Linked DNA regions of Rattus norvegicus: region 2 is linked to region 1. The links are chromatin contacts, called in public Hi-C maps. All regions are on one chromosome and are shown on one strand. The core of a region is the stretch at or near the end of the contact, and the rest is flanking DNA. Distances in the headings are between cores, read along the strand shown. Region 1 holds the start of Nek9 (NIMA-related kinase 9). Region 2 has its middle 34 kb from the start of Batf.

Evidence for each region. A called contact is a pair of places that touch in the nucleus more often than the background predicts.
Region 2: a contact with region 1 is called in a Hi-C map of prefrontal cortex, with 4 times the contacts expected there. The contact joins the enhancer-like site here to the promoter of Nek9 in region 1. A contact is called at or near these places in 10 of 12 Hi-C or Micro-C datasets (the A7r5 cell line, the Rat2 cell line, Schwann cells and 7 more) and 1 of 1 datasets of contacts at active chromatin or transcription factors (oligodendrocytes).

What each region holds. Positions count from the first base shown.
Region 1 is chr6:110,712,769-110,720,500 of GRCr8, forward strand. It overlaps Nek9 (NIMA-related kinase 9), which reads right to left and starts at 2,818. Exons shown (of 22, transcript NM_001106747.2): 1 at 2,432-2,818. The coding sequence starts at 2,647. LOC102549675 (a long non-coding RNA gene) reads left to right here and starts at 2,865. Exons shown (of 3, transcript XR_010052290.1): 1 at 2,865-3,004; 2 at 3,239-7,420.
Region 2 is chr6:111,047,052-111,054,783 of GRCr8, forward strand. No RefSeq gene overlaps it. Among named protein-coding and RNA genes, the nearest start is that of Batf, 34 kb to the right of the region's middle. Within about 2 kb of position 3,955, at least 9 of the 93 cell types and tissues checked have an H3K27ac peak or open chromatin away from gene starts, as enhancers often do. A contact at or near this core is called in prefrontal cortex, where this site is marked.

The DNA of each region.
Region 1 (7,732 bases), core at 1,568-4,067:
TACCCAACCTGTGAGCTTCGAAGAATGACTCAGACTTTAAAGATTCTGCACAGTTATTATAATTTGCTGAAGATCTAGGGGAAACAAAGCTTGAAGGTGGTATTTTCCAGCTTGGACAGATGGTTAAGTGTTTAAGAGAGTATACTGCATTTGCAGAGATCCAGAGTTTGATTACCAGGGTCCACTTTGGGCAGTACACAAATGCCTATAACTTTAGCTCTAGGAGGGCATGGGTAGGACCCAATGCACCTGACCTCTGAAGGAACCTCCACTCACTTGCACATACCCACATATAGACAGTGAATTTAAAAATAAAACTAAATCTTTTTTTTTTAAAAATGTTATTTTGAGAGCTGGTAGAAATGGCTTTAGTGGGTAAAAGGTGCTTACTGTCAAATCTGAAAACTTGAATTTGAACCTCAGAATTGGCACAGTGGAAGAACTGACTACCACACACATACACAAAATAAAAAAATATAGAAAAAAATCAAAACACTACTTTGTTGCTGCCCTTAATTTGCACAGTCTTAGTTTCAGGTATTAGTATTAGATAAGACCTGACTTCAGGGATTCTGTTGAGGGATGTTGGAGGTCCCTAGTAATAATGGGGCCTGTGGCAGAGCTGGAATTTGAGGAAGACAGAAGTACACAGCAGCATCTCCATCTGACAATAGGTCCTTATAAAATCCAAGTATTATATACCTGTCTGATTTCATAAACTTAATTTTCATCTACTCTTTCTGAATAAGACACCCCCCCCACACACACACACAGCTTTTCTAATCCTTGTAAGTTGCAGTCACTTCCATGCAGACTGACCTAACCTTTACTTCATTTTGGGATACTTCTCATTCTTTAGCTACTGCTTCCTAGCCTACCAGCACCCATGTTAACATTCCTTTAGAATACCTCAGCAAGGCCTTTCAAAGTTTCTTTTGAAAACTTCAAACTTTTTACCAAACACGTAAATACGGCTCATTCTCAGTCCCTGCACACGGCAAGCACTCAGTCCTTTTTTCTCCTTTGGATATCCACACCTGAGACCGTTACTAACATGACTGGCCTTCGGCTGAACTATAACCTAGAAGAAAGGGTTGTTTCTAAAAAGCTTTGCAAGTTCATCTTATAAATACCATGTGACAGAGATAACGTCATACAGTTCTGAGAAGTGTGATAAAATTAACTCAAAGCTAGTAATCAAGTTTAACGTGATACATAAGACAGAGATAGGAAACTGGTGCGCAAACCTTGAGTGAGTGTGCCACTTAAATATACTGACTTAAAAGCTAGGAAATAGTAGTGACACTCATCTTTGGCCACAAATAAGAACACAGACTACTACAGATGAGAGTGCCCACTAATGGGTTCCTAAAATAGAAAAGAACACAAAAATATTTTCTTGTAACTACTTTCCTTCCACCTTTCAGTCTTAGATATATGCTGGGGGCTTGGGCTATGGCTCAGTGGTAGAACGCCTTCTGAGCATTGATTGGTAGAGCCTGTCTTATCCCCAGTACAAAAAGTGCTGGCTGGGAGCAGACACTAACTAGAATTGCAGGTGCATGAATCACCTTCTGCAGCCTCAGCAAGTTCTCATTAAATGTTTACCCTAAAGCTAGAGCTTTAAGCTGTAGAGATTAAACCCAAATTATGGTTAGTTTGGGGGAAGAGAATCATTACTACAGGATTTTAAATCATTAAATTCTTAATTTCGGAGCCAGTGATCCATGGGTCTTTCCAAAGAACTTATACAAGAAGGTGGGAAAAATAACAAGCTTCCCTGGGTTCTTAAAGAAAGGGGTCTCTGTTTCCCCAGAACTAACTACACCAATAAAGTATTTGTCTTACATAATCACTGAATGAAAAGCAAGGAGAAAGCACACAAGCAAAAAACAAGACACAATGATTTTTCTGGTGATCAAGGAAATCCTCCAACTCAGTGATCGTTTATGAAAAAGAAATAACAACAGAACTAGCAGAGTGTGTTGTAAGTGCCAGTGTGGCTATCTGGGAGCACACACCAACTCTCCATCCCGACACTGAACAGCTGTATGAAAGGAAGTGAGCTTTTATATATAGACTGTTCTCAATCTGCAAAGCACCTTCGTTTGGATCTCAAAATAACCTTTAAAGTGTAAAGTGGTTTTTTGGGGGTGACATGGGTGGGAGAAGATAGTTATCGCTAAGTCCAATTACAAACGGGAAAACGAAAATTCAAAAGACCGCTCAGTGAGTGACTCGCTTAGTTCGCCGTGATAGCAGTGATCAAACCCATTTCCTAAAGTAGGTGAAGCGAAAGCGCGGTGGGGCCCGAGACATAAGCCTCAGGGGACGCCTGAATAGAGGGCTCCGAGCAAGCAGTGCTAGAAAGCAAGGCCGGGAAGGAGGGAGCGGGGAGGCCCGGCAAGCGTCCGGAGCTGAGGGCCGCTACCTCGGTGCGGCGGTATAGCGTGGCCTCCCCAAAGGCGCCGCGGCCCAGGACGCGGATGGGGATGTAGTGCAGCTCCTCCTGCTCCGCCGCACCGCCGGCTCGCGGCCCCGGGCTAGCGCTGGGCCCCGAGCCCGAGTCCCCGCCACCCCCGGACTCGCTTCCGAAGTCCGAGTTGATGGAATCGCAGTGTCGCTCATACTCGCCCAGCACGGACATGGCGGAGGCCGCAGCTCGGCGTGAGCCGCCTGCGTATCCACGGCGGGCAGTTGCCGGCCGCGTAGCGCCTCACTGGCCTCAGACGTAAGCCACCGGCTTAGGCAACACTGCGGCCCAGTGAGCTTCCATGGTGGCTCCTGCCCCCTCACCCGGAAGCAGTTCTCGGTATTTCCGGCTCGTTGGGGTTTTTCCTCCGCCTTCTCTTGCCCACTTGTTACAAATGAGTCCCGTACACTCTAAGGCATCGCTGACTTTGGCACCTGTGAGTGTCGTGGACGCCGAAGAGCGACCACAGCAGACCGCTCCCTTACCAGCTCTCCAGACGACGTTAGACTTTGGAGGTGGTCCTGGCGTCAAGTTAGTACCAAAAGCTGTGACTGTGCTAGCAATCACTTGACTTGTGGGGCAGGGCTCTTGTTTGTAGAGATACTGTCATAAAGATAATGGAGCAAGCTGAAAACATTTAACTTCTGACATCTCATTCAGTAGGTTAGGATCTTTCTCCTAGGACCACCATAGGTCCCCTCTTCACAACTTGTAAAATACTTAATCCTACTTGATGCCATTCTCTCCTCCCTTCTCATCTTCCAGAATCGGCATAAAGCATTCCTGAAACATCAGGTGCCGGACATACACGGTATTTGAGAACAGAGAATGGACACCAAGAGAATTGCAATACAGTAAATACAGCTGCTTTATTATGTTATCTTAACCTCATAACTATTGTGAGCTTTAACAATTCCCCCCCCCTTCTTCTCATAACTACTGTGAGCTTTAACAATTCCTCCTCCTCCTTCCTCTTCCTCTTCCCCCTCCTCCTCCTTCTTTTTCTTCTTCTTCTTCCTCCTCCTCCTCTTCCTCTTCCTCCTCCTCCTCCTCTTCTTCTTTGTCGTCTATAAAGTTGCAGGACTATGACCACCACAGGGGTGCCCAGGTGGGGACTATGCTAAAGAGTTTTGTTTTATTTGAAAATTATGGCCCCAAATCCTCACAATACTATGAACACAGGGTTTCTGTGTCTGTTGGGGTGGGGTGTGGATTGTTTTACGTGATACAGCTAGTTAGGAGGAGCTTGAGAATCAAACCCTGCAGTCTGGTCCCAGAGTTAGGAAAAGGCAGGGTGTGATGAAACTAAGGGGTTATGGGGCTGGCACCGTTGCGCTTGTTGGGTAGAAGCAGGAAGTACCCTTTGTGGGTTGTACAGTTTGGTGTTTCCTGTGGACGGTGGAAAACTAAAGTAAAGGACTATGTGATTAGGGCCCTATGTTCCAGGAGAGAGAGAGAGAGAGAGAGAGAGAGAGAGAGAGAGAGAGAGAGAGAGAGAGAGAGAGAGAGAGAGCTTTCGTGCGTGTTTTAATCATTGTGTGTATAGATGGGGTGGGGTGGGGTTGTGCTTCCAAGACACGTATGCGGTGATCAGAGGATAATTTTGCAGTTTCTTTCTTTCCACCACAGGTTCTGCGGATTGACTATAAATTGTCAGATTTGCATGACAAGAACCTTTACCCACAGAGCCATTTTCCTGGCTCTCAATGCTCTCAGTCTTCTGAGGAAATCTGCTTAAGCTTGCTTTCTCTAGGGTAGTGACTAAAACATCCTTTTGCTTAAGTGCCCAGCCCAGTTATTACTTTGGTCACCTTAGGGTAAGACCTAATTTCTGTTTACAAAGGACTCAGAAAGCCGAGTGGAGAACAAAGACGGGTGGCGAGATGATCAGTTAGGCGGCAATTTCTGTTCTAAGAGGTAAAGTCACTGAGTGAAGAGGTTCAGATTTCAGAAATCCATCCGAGGGACATTTAGGCTTGGTGATCAGGTGGAATGTGGTAAGGTAGATGCAGGAACTCTGGGAGTTCAGTCTAGGTTAGCTAAGAAGACCTCACACACAGGAAGAAGACAAGATTGGTGTGATGTGAGGGTTGAGTTCATACTCCACACCTCATCGGTGTTCCGTTTAACATGGGGTGATACTTCACACCGCATCTGGACAGTAGACCACAAGAGATTTCTGTTGCCTGAGTCTATCTGGACCCAGTGTTTACATTAGTAATGATAGTCTGCTTGTATGATGCACACATTGAACTAAATCTCTTTTTCACATCCAGTCCAAACTAAGCCAGGCCTCCCAACCTGTTACCATTGCTGTTTTAAGGATACTTATCTATCACATTTTGATGTATTCGGCTTTATTGCTATTTCTACTCGTTAGAATGTCAGCCTCATTACTATGTATCATCGGTACCCAGAAACGTGTGCGGCCTAACAGTAGAGACTTAAAAAGGGGTGGGGAGCTGTTGGTTGTTGAGTGACTATCAGTTTGTTACCCACAAGTATGTCACACTTCCTGACAGAATGCCTGTTCACTAATGTTGATTTCTGAGTGCCCTAGATGATACAAATCTTTCTGATTTTGAGCTCTCTCACTTAACAAGCACAGGTAGTACCTTCTTCGTGGGCCAGGTGCTGGATTACAACACAGAATAAACATGGGTCCTACCCTCATGGAGTTTAGTCTTCCAAAGAACAGGAAATAACAAGGCAGTAATAATTTTGGGTAAGTAAGCACTTTTAAAAGTTCAAGGTTCCCAAAAGGCATTTAGAAGGTGTGGATAGAAGGGGAACTTGCTGGCCATGGTTCTCAGGAATACCCAAATGAAAGTGTTAACAGCGATGAGAAGGCACTTCGAGAGTAAAGTTGCCTCTTATTTATCTGGGCACAGTAGATTTTAGCTAAACTACTCTGTGAAAGAGAATAGGAAGTCATTATATATTTGACCTGAAATGATGGGGGAAATCAGATTACTTAAAATTATAAGCATCCACTTTCAGTCTAAGAAATTAAGTCTTGCTGAAGTCTAACAATTCATCTTCCTGCTCCTTTTGCATTGAAGAACTATTTAGCATGTTTAACCTGACTGCCTTAGTTATATTGCTTGTATATCTTAAGTTTAATTAGTGGAATGTCCTTTTGCATCATCTTAGAGCATACAGAAAGTTCACACCAAATTCATTAGAGTGAACTAAAACTAATCTTAACTTTTTGAGACAAAACTTTCATTGCAACCCAAGCTGGCCTGGAACTATGTAGCATAGGCTTAGCCTCAAATTCACAACACACTTCCTGCTTCAGCCACCCAAGTGCTAGGACTGCAGGTGTCAGTCACATGCCTAGCCAAAAACTAATCTGTAAATGCCCATAAATCTTAAGATCCTCAACGTTTATTTTAAAGGCCTTTGGTCAAAACAGACCATTTTCATATTTTAACAATTGAACAATGTGCTATGTTGCCAATTTCTAATTTGTGAACGGCAAACCACCAGGGCCCATAAAATTACTGGAAAAATTTGGTCACTAAAGGGCAAAGTCTACACTTCCACTGTCTGCTATTAGAGCCACTAACTCCAAGCAACACTGAACACTTACACTGTACGTATAGATGCACACTGGACTTCAAAGGTTTTCTATTAAAATAGGAAACATGAATCATTTTTATTTCGATGACATGGCAATAATATTTATAACATTCTAATTAAATACACTGCTGATATTAATTCTACTTGTTTGACTTGTTTGTGACACTGCAACATTTTAAAATATGTACATGGCTCATCTATGGGAGGACATCACCAAACAGAGTACTTTATAAGGTATGTAAATGTAAATATGCCATTATTTTATTGAAACAAATTTATTTCTAAGTTTTTTAAAGATTCTTTTTATTTCATACATATGTGTGTATCCACAGCATGCGTATTCCTGATGCCCATAGAGCTCAGAAGAAGGCATTCCTGGAACTAGAATTACAGTGTAGGTACTAGGAGCCCAACATTTAATAATGCTCTTCTCCAAGAGCAGCAGCAAGTGCTTTTTACCACTAAGCCATCTCTCCAGTCCCTATTTATCAGTTTTGCTGATCTATGATCTCTAAAGCATTGGTGAGAAAACACCTTGGTATGTATGTGTATGTATGCATATAGACGTTACAGGTCAGCCTATGTGTCATTCCTCAGGAGGCATCCATCTTGGTTTTTTTGAGAGTCTTTGACCAAGTCCTGAAGCTCAGTGATTAGGCTGGCCAAAGAGCCCCGAGGATCCGCCTGTCTCTGCCTTTCCAGTACTGGGATTATACGCACAGGCCACCTCATAATCACATGCACAGCTTCTTTTTTTTTTTTTTTTTCTTTTTCTTTTTTTCGGAGCTGGGGACCGAACCCAGGGCCTTGCGTTTGCTAGGCAAGCGCTCTACCACTGAGCTAAATCCCCAACCCCCACATGCACAGCTTCTTAGATGAATGCTAAGAATCAAACTCAGGGTTCATGATTCTGTGTCATGACTTAGCTTCTCAGCTCCCATAAAGCATTTTTGGATGTTAAAATATACTTGGCCAGGTGTGGTGGTTCATCCTTCCAAACACAATTCTTGGACGATTGAGGCAAGGGGACTGCTATGAGTTTGAGGCCAGTCTGGCCTACACAAAGATTCTGTCTTAAACAAACAAACAAAAAACCAACAAAACAAAACACTGTAAACCATGCTAAAAAAGATTCACAGTAGGCTATGGATTTACTAATAAACTATGTATGAGTAGACAGCTAGGGATCTATAGAACACTTCATGTTGGCTTTTAGAAAGAAGATTCATGGGGAAATGGAGAGATGGCTCAGCAATTAAGAACACTTGCTGCGTTTCCAGAGGACCAGGTTTGATTACCACGGCAGCTCACAACTATAACTCCAGTCCCAGGGGATCTGACGCAGTCTTATGGTTTTCCCAGGTGTGTACAGACATATATGCAGGCAAAACACCCATAAACATAAAAAGAAATAAAAACTTAAAAAGGAATACTCATGAAAAAATTAAAAAGTGAAAGAAAAGAGAAATTGCCCTTTGTTTTCTGGGGTCCAGTTTACCCAGAGGGGCCAAAAAATGCAAAACCAAAACACCCCAGGGTTCTAAACCGAATGGACACTTCAGGAACAGAAGCAAGGTGGGGGGACTCTGGAGAAAACAACTCCAGTGGTAGCTTCTTCAGAGCTTACAGTCCAGATCCTCTGAGGACATACAAGGAATGACTAGTGACATAAAT
Region 2 (7,732 bases), core at 2,705-5,204, 340 kb after region 1:
AAGGCATGGGGCAAAGCCACAGAGTCGTCTCTTAAATGCAGTCAGGTCTATGAATGGGAGACTTTTTTATTCCCATCAAAGCCTCTTGCCAGGCTTTGGAGCAATGGTTCTCAACCTGTGGGTCGCGACCCCCACGGGGTTTCATATTAAATATTCTGTATATCAGATATTTACATTAGGATTTGTAACTGTAGCAAAATTACACTTATAAAGTAACAACAGAAATAATTTTTGGCTGGGGAGGGGTCACCACAACATGAGGGACTATGTTAAGGGTTGCAGCATTAGCAAGGTTGAGAACCACTCCCCTAGTGATAGCCTTGCTCTGTAAGAAAGAGGAAGAGGAAGGTCCAGGGTGCTTGCTGGGGTCTATGAAATAATCACAATATGCACTCATTATGGAAGAATCGAGTTCTTAGAGAAGGGCAGCAGACCATGGTCTGCTTGGCGTGAGGCAGTTGGAAGGCAGGCACCCATTACTGCTGAGTCCAGTGGCATCTGAACTCCTCTGCCAATGAGCAGGTGACCCACGTGGACTCTCTGTTCCCATCCCTTCGATGCTCAGGAAGTTGGAACTTGGAAAATGGGATTGGCTTTCATCATAGACTGATAGATTCAACAGTGGCTGGGATTTAGTAAAACATTTGCGTAACTGAGAGAACTGTTTATGAGTATAAATTCCTACGGCATGGATTGCATTTCCAGCCGGTTTCTCCTCTCTGGGATAGTTGTATTAGTGCGGTAGCTAGGCAGAGGCGGCTAAACAAAGCCACACGGCTCCTGCCCAGCATTGCCTTCATTTAAATGCTTACTTGGGGAGATGCAGAAGTGTTCCAAATGGCCATAGTTAAGAGAGTGGTGAGAAAAACCACGGGTCATGAGAAATATCTGCAAAAAGATCTTGATAAAAGACTTGTCTCCAAAATATGTAAAGAACAGCTCAAAGTCAACAAGAAGAAAGCAGATGCTGGGCATGGTGGCACACATCTTCAATCCTAGCACTCCTGGAAACAGAGGTGGGTGGATCTCTGTGAATGCTTGGCCAGCCTAGTCTAAACAAGTTCTAGGATAGCCAGGGCTACAGAGAGAGATCTTGTCTCTGAAATGCAAAAGCAGGGAGGAGGAGGAGGGAGAGGGAGAGGAGGAGGAGAGGAGGAAGAGGAGGAGGAAGAGGAGGAGGAAGAGGAGGAGGAGAGGCAGCAGCAGTGGCCAACAATTGCATTTTAGGGCAAAATGGATCACAGGAGCCTCACTAAAGAAAATATACAGATGACAAGCACATCTGTCAGGAAAGGATTATACATTACACTGACTTGCTACTATATGTTTATTGTTGTGACTCAAATACAAGTCACAGGAACCACTCAGTCCTGGGGAGGCTGGGGAGGAACAGGGAGGCTCGCTCATTGATGGTGGGGATGCAAAGCCATGCAATGTCTGGGAAGACTGCTTGGCGGGCTCTCAAAGTCACATCTACTCTGACCATGTGATGTAGCAACCATGCTTCCTTGTAACTTGACCAAACAAATTAAACTCCAAGCAAAGGCTCAGGGGAGTCTGCTCAGAATTGCTCCAAACGAAGCTGGGCGAGGGCTCCGTGGGTAAGGGTGCACATATGAAGGCCTAAGTTTAAATCCCCAGCACTCATGTAAAAAGCGGTGGCTGTAAACTCAGAGTTTGGAGGCAGAGGCAAGTGGATTCTGGAAACTCACTGGCTGGCCAGCCTTGCCAAAATGGTGAATTTCCAGCTCAGTGAGAGACCCTTTCTTAAAGGAATAAGGTAGAGAACCAAAGATACCCAGTGCCCTCCTCTGGCCTTTACATACCCAAACCTGGGCATTCACCACTCTCTCTCTCTCTCTCTCTCTCTCTCTCTCTCTCTCTCTCTCTCACACACACACACACACACACACACACACACACACACACATAGGGAGAGGGAGGCGACAGAGGGAGGGGGGAGGAATAGAGAAGAGGGAGGGGGAGAGAGGGAGAGAGAGAGAGAGAGAGAGAGAGAGAGAGAGAGAGATTATGGTGGTATAGCATACACCTTTAATCCCAGCACTTGAGAGGTAGAAGCAGCTGGGTCTCTGTGAGTTTGAGACCAGCCTGGTCTACAGAGTGATTTCCAGGACAGCCAGTGTTAGACGGAGAAGCCCTGTTTCAATTTTTTTATAAAAAGGATTCTAAATAGGCAAAAAACACAATATAGTCTTCAGTGAGTGCACAAGCAAGTTGGCACATCCTGCAGGGAAGCTGTATCTAGGCCTGAGGGGTCCCAGGCTGTCAAGATGGCTCAGTAGGTAAAAAAGCAATTGCTGTCAAAGTCCGAGATTGATCCTTGGAGAAATGAGGCCACAGAGTTGTCTTTTGACCTTTACATGTGTGCCAAAGGGTGTCCCTGCTCCCATAGTATACACATACACACAATAATAAATAGATAATAATAATAATAATAATAATAATAATAATAATAATAATGATAATATCCCCCAAATTGAAGGGCCAGGGTACAGCTTGGTAGTAGTACATTTGCCTATTGCATGAGAGGTGCTGTGTTCAAACCTTACCACTAAGATTTACACAAAAAGGAAAGGAAAGGAAAGGAAAGGAAAGGAAAGGAAAGGAAAGGAAAGGAGAGAAATGGAAGGAAGGGAAAGGAAAGGAGGGGGAGAAAAAGCTATCAACCCACGAAGATCCAAGGAGGATGCCTAGTGTGTACTGCTCTGGTCTGGGAAGGATGCACACTGAGTATACTGGCTAACTTTATATCACCTTGACATAAACTAGAGTTATCCCAGAGGAGAGAGCCTCGGCTGAGAAGTCTCCATTTCATTCAGATGTAGGCAAGCCTCTAGGGCATTTTCTTAATTAGTGATCAATGTGGGAGGGCCCAGTCCAATGTGGGTGGTGCCATCCCTGGGCTGTAGTCCTGGGTTCTGCAAGAAAACAGGCTGAGCAAGGCATTTTGTTACAACAGTGGAAAAGTAACTAATACACCTGAGTTGTATGTATGTGTATAAACGTATGTATGTATGTATGTATGTATGTATGTATGTATGTATGTATGTATGCATGCATAATCTGCATGCATGTACCTTCATATTGTGCATGTCAGATCATGTCAGGATCACGGTTTCAGAGGTTCTCAGTCTGTGGTTATCAAGCATCTGACAGCCATGCCAGTGACCACAAATGCTGACCCTCCTGTCTCAGTCTTCAGACGTCCCAACTCTGACCAAAACATTGACTCCAACTTCCTGAAGGTCCCTGAGCCAGAGTCGTCCAGGTGAGCCACCCCTGAATTCCTAGCTCTCAGTACTCCTGGAGAGAATACTGACTCTTGTTTTAAGCTGCTGAATCTGAGGATCTTTTGTTAGGAGGCAATAGATGACCAATACATATTTGCACCTGCACTCCAGTGGCTACAATTAGACACTTAGTCACACCTAACCTCAACAGAGAGAGAGAGGTGTAGCCCGGTCGTATGCCCAGGGAAAGGGAAAGGGACTGGCTGAGCAGCCAACTATTACCTATGTGGAGGTTCTGTGATTCCTTTCTCGGTGGACAGATGCTGTGGTCAAACCCATCAGCTCATGACATAAGTGCGAGAGGTCTCACTTCTGACCGTCGGTTGCTTGTTATGGGTACCACAGTAGCCACAGATTGCTACAAAGAAGGAGAGGCACCGAGTCCAGATTTAAAGTTTACTTTATATATTTTTAAAGTTCTGATTGTAATTGTTCCTTTACGCTTTTGCCGATTTAATTTTAGCTTTGTGATTTATTTTTGGTGTGTGCAGTGTGGGAGCCCGTGTGTACCACAGTGCACTTGTAGAGGTCAGAGGACAACCTGGGGCAGCTGGTTCTGCCCTTCCGCTGTGTGAGTTCTGGGGATTGGACTCTGGTCCTCGGTCCCAGTGACAAGTGCCTTTACACGCTGAATCATCTTGCAGGCCCCAGACTTTACATAACGGTTTATAAAAAGCTGTACTGTGTGATCACACAGTCTCTGGAGCAAGAAAGTTTTCATGTGCAACGAAAAAAGACTTAGGAAAGAATATAGTGGGAAAGTAAAAATATTCTTCCCGGCAAGATTATGGATGGCTTCCTTTTGTTCATTTCATGTATATTTGGTTTTATTTTAACGTTTCTTTCTTTTCATAGAAAGAAGAGTTTTTTGAGCATGTTACGTGGGCACTATGTGAAGCACAGCTTGCTTTAAAAAATTTTTAGGACTGGAGAGATGGCTCAGCGGTTAAGAGCACTGACTGCTCTTCCAGAGGTCCTGAGTTCAGTTCTAAGCAACCACGTGGTGGCTCACGACCATCTGTAATGAGATCCGATGCCCTCTTCTGGTGTGTCTGACAGCTGCAGTGTACTCATATACATAAAAGTAAATAAGTATTTAAAATTTTTTAAAAACTGCCTGTTTATTTTATTTCACTTCAGTTTTAGATGATGCCAGGGGTTAAACCTGGGGTCTTATGCATGCAAGCCAAGTACGCTACCACTGAACTGCATGCCCAGACCTGTAATTTTGCTTTTATAAGGTGAGGAAGTTGGGTGGTGGTGGTAACGGTTACAGTGGTGGCAGAGGCGGCGGCAGTGGCAGCGCACACCTTTAATCCCAGCGCTCAGGAGACAGAGGCAGGAGGATCTCTGTGAGTTGGAGGCTAGCCTGGTCTACAGAGAGAGTTCCAGAACAGCCAGTCTCTGTCAAGACAGAGAAATCCTGTCTTGAAAAAAAGTAATAATAATTTTAAAATGAAAATATGTGCGTTGTTTTTATTTAAAAAGACATGGTTTTAAAAACAGGGCCTCACTATGTCGTCCAAGCTAGTCTGGAACTCTCTCCTGACTTTGAACTTCCTGCCTCAGTCTCCCAGGCGCTGAGACTAAAGTCATAGAAAAGATAGTTTTTGTTAAAATCCAGTGGAAGGATACAATGCCAAGCCCTCTAACACAAGAGACACTGCAAATGGAGCGGGCGGGTGGGAGGGGGTGGGGGGGGCAGGGTGGGAGGCTGTGCTCTGTTCAGGTTGAGACTGAGCTATCTGGTAGCTCGTGGGGCCTTGGGGAGCAGCCTGTGAATGAAGCACAGAGAGGCTTCTCAGAAGATTGGTTGACACACTGTGCTCAGAGTATTCTCGTGCCCGGCTTTTCCCAGCAGACATGCCGCAGGCCTCCTTGATGCTGCTGCCTGCCTAGGGACAGATCTTGTTTCTGTTTCTTACAGTGGCAGAGTGGCATCCTCTGAATGCCTCCCCCACCCAGACACACACCCACCCCCATGCCACTTTCTGCTTCTTTCTCCCTCTGGCCTGCCAGGCTCTGTGCAAAGCCTCATGGTAATGGGCCATGGGTAGACTGGAGATTCCAGGGTATTGATCCTGAGCTCCTAAACTTCCTATTGTGTGATTTTGGGCTAGTCACTGGACCATTTGACCTTAGTTTGTTGACCTGTAAAATGGGCTCGAAATAATCTGTGATGGATGCCACACATTGAAATACCACATGTGGCACACAGTAAGACAGCCACTGATGGGGGGATGGAAAACTAGACAAACCCCTTGCCCTTGGAGCACAAGCTTAGGGTGTTAAATAGAGTATTACAGATTGAACAACTGAGAAACAGGGGTGGGGGCTGAGGGGCGGAACCCGCTAGTCTGGGAGGTAGGATTTTCAAGTCTTCAAATGAACTAATGCCTTGGTACCGTCCTTCAGGTCTTGCTCTTAGCTGGTAAGGAGCTGGATCCCTCCTGGTTACCTCCCACCCTCTTTGTCCTCAGACCTCCATTACTCCATAGACACTTTGCCTGAAGGCCCTTTCTGCCTTAAAAAAAAAAAAAAAGGTATGTTAACAGAATCGGACTGCTGTATGTTGTCAGTTTTTCTCCTGCTTTTAGAAGAGGTTATGGCCCAGGGAGACAGGTCAGTGGGCAAAGTGCTTGCTGTGTGAGCATGAGGACCCCGAGTTCAGAGCCCCAGCTCCTATATAAAGCTGCATGTGGCAGCAGCGTGTGTCTCTGATCCTCGCATTCCAACCTGAAATGGAAAGTGGAGACAAGGTTCTCTGGAAGCTGGAGGGCCAGTGGGCCCGGCCCACATAGCAGTAGACAGGCTCTGCCTCAGATAAGGTGGAAGGCGAGGACAGACAGCCAAGGTTGTCCTCTGACTCTGGCTTCCACATGCATGCTATGACGTGTCTACCCCCAGATCTCCCCATCCCCCATACTGGAGAGCACGCACACACACACACACACACACACACACACACTCATCACACAGAAAGAAATCGAAACATTTCCACATGCCCCTAAATGTATCGAAGGCCTCATGTACTGCTTCCATCAGGCCTAAAGCCGTGGCTCCCCACCCTCCTGAGGCTGCAAGCCTTCCATACAGTTCCTCGTGTTGGGGTGACCCCAACCATGAAATTATTTTTGCTGCTACTTCATGCCTGTAATTTTGCTACAGTTATGAATCGTGATGTAGATCTCTGTATTTTCTGATGGAATCCCCATGAAAGGGTCGTTTGATTTCCCCCCCCCCCCAAGGGGTTGCCAGTCACTGGTTGAGAACCACCTTATCTGAGACTAATGGCTAAGTCACTGTGACCTGTCCCAGGGAAGGGAACACAGAACAGGGTACTCAGCCCTCCCAGGGGGTTTCAGGCCAGTCGTAGAGGCCGAGAACAAACCTTCATCACTTCCATCATGGAGTCAGTCTTGCTAAGCTCTCACGCTCTCCTAAGCCCGGTGCCCCGTTACCAGAGAACAGAAAGTCAGGATGTGAGGGACTGAAATCCAGAAGCAGACAGGCTGCCTTCTGAATCACATGACGATGAATGCGGTTGGGGCAGTGGCGCTCCCACCGCCGCCGTGTGAATAAGGCAGTGCGGATCCTGAGTGCAGGTGGCGGGGCCCCTTCACCTGGGTCACTCTGGCTTGTCGTTTAAGGCTCCCTTCAGGCGTGGCTGCACTTTCAGTGGGTTTTTGGCTTGAAGCTCACCCAACAGCAAGCCGCTAACTAGGGGAACTTAGGCTTTGCTTAGGGGGGTACAAAGAAGCGATTTGGAGAGCAAAAACCACGGTTTGCCGCTGTTTGATGGTCTCTGTGAAAGGTGCTTCTGTTTGAGGTGCAGGATGCATCGGCATGGGACCAGGAAGTGGTAACTCCTTAAACCTTGCTGCCCGTTCACACCTTCAGTGACTCATTTTGATGAAACTCAACGGAGCTCCAAACACCTGCACACTGCGGAGTATTTTCAGATAGAAAGCTCCACAACTCCCTTCTGCACAGACCCCCAAGAAACGGAGACCCAGCAGAAGGACCGTCAGCCTAAGGGAACACTATTCCCGCCTGCCACCCGTCATTGCTCCTATCCCTGCACTCCTGGATACAGTGGGGACTGGCCTTGAGGTACAGGGATACCTCTTTATACAATGGGGTAACCACTTTATGCACACACACACACACACAAACACAAACATATATATATACATAGGGACACACGTGGTGTGTCTTTCTAAGCACATCACTAATTTGCATAATGTGACTGACGTCAGTTTTATCAAATAAAAATCCACATCATGTGCATATCTGAATCTAGATAATCTCTCTAGGTGGTAGAATTATAGTAGTTTAGTTGTACTTTAATCAGATCAGTAACGATTCTTCTCTCTTTCTTTCATTTTTCTCTCTCTCGCTGTTTTCAGATTGCACCTCGT